Linked DNA regions of Mus musculus: region 2 is linked to region 1. Evidence: chromatin contacts called from public Micro-C data. All regions are on one chromosome and are shown on one strand. Each heading gives the region's core, a stretch centred on a gene start, on an enhancer-like site or on the middle of the called end of the contact. The rest is flanking DNA. Distances are from core to core; before and after follow the strand shown. Region 1 has its middle 5.4 kb from the start of Gm40981. Region 2 overlaps Aopep (aminopeptidase O).

Region 1 (3,348 bases), core at 8-2,507:
AGACATAAGTTACCATCCTAGCAACCATGTTAAGAGCCTGGGCGTGGCCATGTGCGCCTGTGATCCCAGCACAATGGAGCTGTAAGCAGGAGGCTCATTATCACTGGTGTTTCCTGGCTACCAGGTTAGTTCCAGGTTCACCAGAGAGACCATATCAAGGACACAAGGCAGTAAGTGGTGGGATAGGATACCCCAAGTCCTCCTCTAGTCTCTGTGGGTTCACAGCTGTACATACACACATGCACATACCACACTTCCAGATGTCAACATTTTAGAAAGCAATCCTAAAACTGTTTATTACTGCTTAGTTAAGAAGGAACCAGAAGAAGAGCCGGGAACCTGAAATGCCCGCAAAGCTAAAGGACACACCGATGACAGGAAACACAAATAGCTGTGCCTTTCCGACTTCCAGAGCTGAAAAGGCAAACTCCCAGGAATAAATCTGGTTAACTATTTCCCATCATCTCAAACACCTACTCTGAGTTTTGAGCCACACAGAGCAGCCTGTAACCAAGGGTGGAGTTGAACCCAACAGGGCGAGTGGAATGTACATAATTCTTTCTCTCTGTGTTGGCCTCAGAAGCTAGGGTACAGTTTTACCCAAGGCTCATGCCAGACTCCCTGAAAGCATCAATGGATAAAATCTCTGGGTGGCAGGCCCTTTGTCCTTTTCCTACAGATCTGCCTTCCCTCTCCTTGCAAGGCGTTCCACTCATCTCTTTCCATTCCAACTGCACTGGAAGCACTTTTAACTTTCCCTCTAGTTTCCATGTGGTTTGCCCGAGAATGCGCTCTGAGAAGAGCCTCCCTGACCTTAGGCCTCTTTTCCCAAGACCAAGGTGACATTTTAGTTACAATATTGACTTAGTAGAGATCAAAATTGATACTTTATTAGTAATTTTTTCAATAAATCAGAGCCTGGACATCTGAAGGAGAGAAAGGAAAATCTGAATGTCTGAGTTCCTATAGGGCAGCCCCACCCCCCAACCCCCACAGAGGTAGTAAGAAGGTAAATGAAAATCTTTGGGTGGTGGCTGATTTACCACCCAAGGGAACACCCGTCAAGTGTGGTATTTATCCATGCGTAGTGTTCCATGCACTCCCCCTGAAATGTCCATGTGGCTTTGTATACATGTGTTTACAGGATGTGTAAATAAACATGAATGGAATATGAAACACATGGTCCATGTTTATAAAATATGCATCCATTTACGCTAATGAAAAATCACTTCCATCCAAGAAGAAACGATGCCGCACAGAAGTGCTGGTGGGAAGGGAGAGTGCTGGTCTTTCCACCCTCGTGCTTGGGGGAAACTGAGTCATCAATGCCTTTGTCATAAAAGGCAGGGAATTTGGCTTCTGTTGACATCAAAATGGCTTAAAGACACGTAAGCTGAAAAGAAAGCTTCCCTCTGGAATCGTTTGCACAACGGAGCGTTTAAAACCAGCTTCCGGCGGCCTTGTCACCTTATGTTCTCACGCATCCTGCTTTAGTAAGTGTTTCCAAGCTTCCCAGTAAGTCCATGTGCATAAGAATTGCTGGAAAGCCTGCTTAAAATACACATCTCTAGAGATTGCAAAAGTCACGTGAGTACCAGGAGCTTAACTTTCTACTAGCTGCTCACAGGCTCAGGCCAACTGAGGAAACCATTTGATTTTATCAAGTCTTGGGGGAATGGAAGGAGAATTCCACCCTTTTACAATTTGTGTGTGTGTGTGCCTGCTGTGTGTGTGCCTGTTGTGTATGTGTCTAATGTGTATGTCTATTGCGTGTGTGTCAGTGTTTGTGTGAATCTATTGTGTGTGTGTGTGTGTGTGTGTGTGTGTGTGCCTTTTGTGTGTGTGTCTAGTGTGTATGTGTCTAAGTGAATCTATTGTGTGTGTGTCTTCTGTGTGTGTCTATTGTGTGTGTGTCTATTTTGTGGTCTGTGTCTCTGTGTGTGTAAATGATGTAATTGTGTAGTGTTGTTATATACTAATACGAAATGGGGTGGGATGGGTCAGGGGTGCACAATAGGGAGGAAAACAAGTTTGTCTACTCCACATGAGCCTTTTCCAACTTCACTGGAGTAAGCAGGTCTGAGCTTGCAGAGCTCAAGCAGCTGCAATGCTGGCTGCCATGAAGTCAGTTCATGCAGTCACAACTGCTATCAGTCCAGACTCCAGCCCTGGTGAAGTGCATTTTGAATTAACCTACGTGTTGTGACTTTGAGGTGCCATTCTAAGTGATATTAAACGACATTGCAAAAAAAAAAAAAAAAAACCACACTACATGTAATGGAACCTACTCATGAAACATTACCATGTATGTGTGATCTAGAGTTTGAGGAAAACTTTGGGCTACCTAGTGAGACCCTGTCTAAAAACAAACAAACAAACAAACACACCCACAAAGTAAAAACAAACAACAATATCTCAAACAATAACAAGAAAGCTGGGTGTGGAGGGTTATGCCTCCCAGTGTTAGGGAAGCAGAGGTAGGTGGATCTATGTGAGTATGAAGTCAACCTGATCTACATAGTGATTTCCAGGATAGTCAGTGCTACCGAATAGAGGATCCTTTTATCAAAAGTCCAAAAACAGACCAAGCAAAAATACAGTACAATGTAACAAAATCCTAAAACACTCAAAATGAAAACTATTTTTAATAAATTCCAGCTTTGCTTTGGATGAAGAGGAAAAAAAGTGGGGGAGAAAGGCAGAGGTCAGTGGGTATCATCCATGACACGCCCACCTCCCATGTCAACACATTCTGTAACTATACTGCAGTTTTCGAGTTTGGAAACTGACCTGATACAAATTAAATGCTGTAGAATCACAACTTTACCTGACCTCCTCCATGTGAGCGCGTGCGTGCGTGCATGCGTGTGAGAGAGAGAGAGAGAGAGAGAGAGAGAGAGAGAGAGAGAGAGAGAGATTTCCTCTCATGCACATATTTACATAGTCATTCCGGCCACATATAATCAAGATGCAGAACTCTTCTCTCACCCAGCCACCCTTCCATCTTCCCCATTCCATTCTCATCTCTAGAATCAACCCACTGGTCTACTCTACACCTGAGTGACATTTTTCTTAAGGTATTTTTATTTTACTCTAGGTGTACGGGTGTTTGCCTGTGCATATGTCTGTGTCCCGTGTGCATGCTGGATGCCTGTGGAGGCCAGAAGAGGTTATCAGATCCCCTGGAACTGGAGTTGCAGAGGATGTGAGCTGTCATGTAAGTGCTAGAAACTGAACCCTGGTCCTCTGTAAGAGTCACAAGCACTTTTCAATGCTAAGCCATCTCCCCTGCCTCTCAAACCTTTTTTTTTTTTTTTTTTTTTTTTTTTGGAAGATGAGCAGAATGAA
Region 2 (3,535 bases), core at 993-3,492, 260 kb before region 1:
GATGCATCACCACACCCCACTAAGCGTTTCTCTTTCTTATCTACTACTCACTACAAGGTTGCAGAAGCTCTTGAACCTTCAGTTTATTAACTAGTATGGTGGAAGTAATTCTACTTTCATCTCCAGGTCCTGTGCAAACCCTTCAACAAGGGCCATGAATAAAATAACAACTTCTTCAATGTAGTAAGATATTCTAATTGCTTTATGTAAAGAACCCCTTAGTAATTTTTAGTGGAATATCCCGGAGCATAGTTCTAGCTGACACGAGGCTCTAAACTAGCAGGTGTCTGAAGCAAAGGCAGTCAGAATGCGTAGCTATGGGAACTGACTCCAGAGTTTCCATTTCTCTCCTGCATCCTGAACTTACATGAGCACCCTCTTGAATCACCACCCCTTTTGACTTCACGAGTCCACTGATACACATTAACTCAGGTCTCTGCTCTCAAGCCCTTCTCAAGCCCAGGTGACTATTTGAATGAGGAAACCCACAATAATTTTGCCAGGGAAATCCTACCACCTGTAGTCTTACTAGAGAAGAACACCTTCTCAAGGTCCAGCTTCCCAGCCCCAGGGTGAGGCACTCACTACAAGGTTCTCATGCTTCTGTGCTCAGAACTGAGACTACTAAAGGGGAGGAGACAGTGATGCAAATCTCTGTTCACTGGCTGGCTTCCAGCTCCGGTTCCCAATGACACCTTTAATGGCTGTTTTTCCTTTTGCCTAGAAATGACCTTCCATAAAACACTCCTCTTACAATTTATTCTTCCCTCCTCTCCAAATGAATAATTATTTAAAACAGTCCTTTACGTTGACAGGATCCCTAGCAGGGATACAAGCTCTCAGAGATTCCTGTTAAAGTGGACATAGGGCTAAAGCGAGCAGGGCACAGGCAAGCTCTGCAAGACTCAGGAGGAGGCTTTCAGGAGGAAAGACACTCCATCAGCAGAGACCACGAGCTTCTGTCTCTGGGATACCGCCACATGTCATGGTGCCAGCTCTATGCAGAGACACGATACAGAAAAGGCAGGAACCAAGTCTAGCCTGCCTCTCACAGTCACACAGAGGAAGCTCTCACACCCACCAGGTGCACATATAGATGAACCTTCCCACTTCTACTTCTGGAATCCCAGAACCCAGCAACACTGGCCTCTAGCTACAGATGGGAAGAGCAGACTCCTTGCAGAGGGTGAATGAGTAGTATGACTCCCTGGAGCAATCTAGCAACGATGTGTGCATTTTACTGCACATGTTTTATTTTAACTTAAAATGTTAAGGAAAAGCTGAGCATTCTAATGAATGGCTAAAGTCCCAGTATCTTAGAGGTTGGAGCAGGAAGAGACAATATGCAGCTAGGCAGAGCTACAAAGTGAGATTTTTCTCTCAAGAGAACCCAATCAGATAAATGAAATCCCAAAAAGGAAACTTTTTAAAAGTTAAGAAAACATGCAAATAAAACAGTATCCACTTTTCCCTCAGATCAGTGGACACATGGGTAGCAAAATGGAGTTTACAACTTTTGTGCCACAAAGGACTGGAAACAAATACAAGGGGGGGGGGCAGTAGAGGAAGTGGAGGTTGGGCTTGGAGAAACTTTTGCTTCTCTCACTGCAGACAACTGCTTACTACTATACTTCTTCTGTCCACTCACCCTCAACCTCTAGATGACAGAGGACGCTGTAGCAGCCACTCTGCAACCATAAGGTAGTGAGTCAGTGTACCCAGAGAGCAGAGGGGATAAACCCACGGTAAACCTTCTCTCTGGCATAAACTGAGCCCCACGTTAGCCCAGACTGCCTGCCTTCTGCCTGCTTCCTGTGTAAGAAACATATACACCATGTGTTGAGGTCAACTTTCCTTTACAGTCCATTATCCATACCCAGGTGCACACATGGCGGATGGAAAGCTGGGGTAGCACTAACAGCAACGTGGCCTGGGGAAGACCAGGGCCTCTGTGCTGTGAACTATGAGTCCTCTTCAGCACCCCGCCTCCCTTACAAGAACCTGATGAGGAAGGAGTTGTGAGGATGCCTATTAGGAGCTGAAGAACAGGGGTGGGTAGAAAAGATCATATACTCCAGGGCTTCCTCGAGAGGAAGGCCCTTACATAGCTCCGCAAAATCCTCAGGAGTGAGTCAGAGACTCTCTTTCCTTCTTAGAAGCTTTCTTTCCTCACTGCACAGCCTATGATGAAGTTCATATAACTAAAACCACGGTGTAAAAGCAAAGTGTTAGTCATGCTGCAGCTAGCAGGCTCCAGTTTACCCCTCTCCTGACATGCATGGAATGTGGGTGATCAAGTTACCAAGGTCGTCTGGGCTCATATGCTCTTGGTTTCTGTTGTACCTGGCACCAAATACAACAACCGAGGTGAACACGACCTTCCTCGACTCTACCCTGCCTCTCCTGCACACTCACAGAAGCTATCTGAATACTTTCTGAGTGATGGTTGTATCTGACGCATAGGGATTCCATTTGGAAAGGGGAGCCTTAAGAAAGGGCTGGTCCTTCTCAGCTATGATCAGGGGTAAAATTAAGAGAACGGCCTCTGTGAGGTGCTTAGTCACTTAGGTGTTTGGTTCTGTCTGACCTGCCCAGCTCACACAGATTATCTGCCAGCATCCCTCTTGTGCTTGTGGATGCCAGCTGCCAACTGCCACTATATGCTACTTGTCAAAGGTAGCCACCCCAACAAGGAGCAGAGCTTCATTTACACCCTAACTCTGAGGAAGTGAAACTCTTAAGTAGAAACTGCCTCTAAGTTCCATCTGAAATCCATAGGCACCTTGAAGACTAACAGGCAAAGTGCATGCTGGCTAAACACTTGGCTGTGAACACTGGGTGGGTGTGCCATGTGCAGCCCCATGAAGCAGAGTTCCCTCATCAGCAAAATCAAGAGATGGTGGCTGCTAAGACAGCTCAGTACAAGCATGGATGAACCCTAGTACCAACAGAAGTGCCAGGTGGAAAGTGGAGATGGGGAGAATGCTGGATAGATCAGCCAGAACGAGGAGATCCTGCCTCAGCGCATAAGGTACAGAGAGGTCAGAGAAGACACTCCAGAGGATGCATGTAGACAAGTGCTTTCACGCTTGCTAACATACCAACACAGTGCACACTATACTCACACACACACACACACCCCACTGCATACAAATGAAGCCTTAAGTCTTTGCAGCCTTTGTCTTTAAGCTGTTCTCTGATACCTCATTATCATCATCTCACAAAAAGGAGCAGTGAAATCCCAGTGCTGCTTAGAGCTGCAGGAAGTTGCACCCACCCTTCACCCACAGCTCACAGCACTCTGGGAAGAATGCACGGAACTCAGAGGTGAGGATGGACTATTTGGTTTTTGCAACACCTTTGTGTATAAAATGGCCAAAAGGAACAAAGACTTGCTGCCAGCTAGCACTTGCAGCGTCAATAAAGTGAACAGGGCAAACGCTGTGGACACTTGAACTAATATTGTGTGGGAGACTCTAAGCTTATCAAATAGATTTAACTGCGAGTCTAGCGAGTTTACTTGGAGGAGTTTCCT

Evidence for each region. Hi-C and Micro-C count contacts between places; a contact is called where the count stands out from the background.
Region 2: a contact with region 1 is called in a Micro-C map of palatal mesenchyme, with 1.8 times the contacts expected there. The contact joins two enhancer-like sites. A contact is called at or near these places in 1 of 15 datasets of contacts at CTCF or cohesin (large pre-B cells), 5 of 484 Hi-C or Micro-C datasets (bone marrow-derived macrophages, cerebral cortex, epidermal suprabasal cells and 2 more) and 3 of 115 datasets of contacts at active chromatin or transcription factors (embryonic stem cells, fibro-adipogenic progenitors and large pre-B cells).

Annotation. Positions count from the first base shown.
Region 1 is chr13:62,921,565-62,924,912 of GRCm38.p6, reverse strand. No RefSeq gene overlaps it. Among named protein-coding and RNA genes, the nearest start is that of Gm40981, 5.4 kb to the right of the region's middle. Within about 2 kb of position 1,257, at least 6 of the 459 cell types and tissues checked have an H3K27ac peak or open chromatin away from gene starts, as enhancers often do. A contact at or near this core is called in palatal mesenchyme, where this site is marked.
Region 2 is chr13:63,186,013-63,189,547 of GRCm38.p6, reverse strand. The region is part of intron 7 of Aopep (aminopeptidase O); the gene reads right to left. Among named protein-coding and RNA genes, the nearest start is that of Gm30409, 55 kb to the right of the region's middle. Within about 2 kb of position 2,242, at least 153 of the 459 cell types and tissues checked have an H3K27ac peak or open chromatin away from gene starts, as enhancers often do. A contact at or near this core is called in palatal mesenchyme, where this site is marked.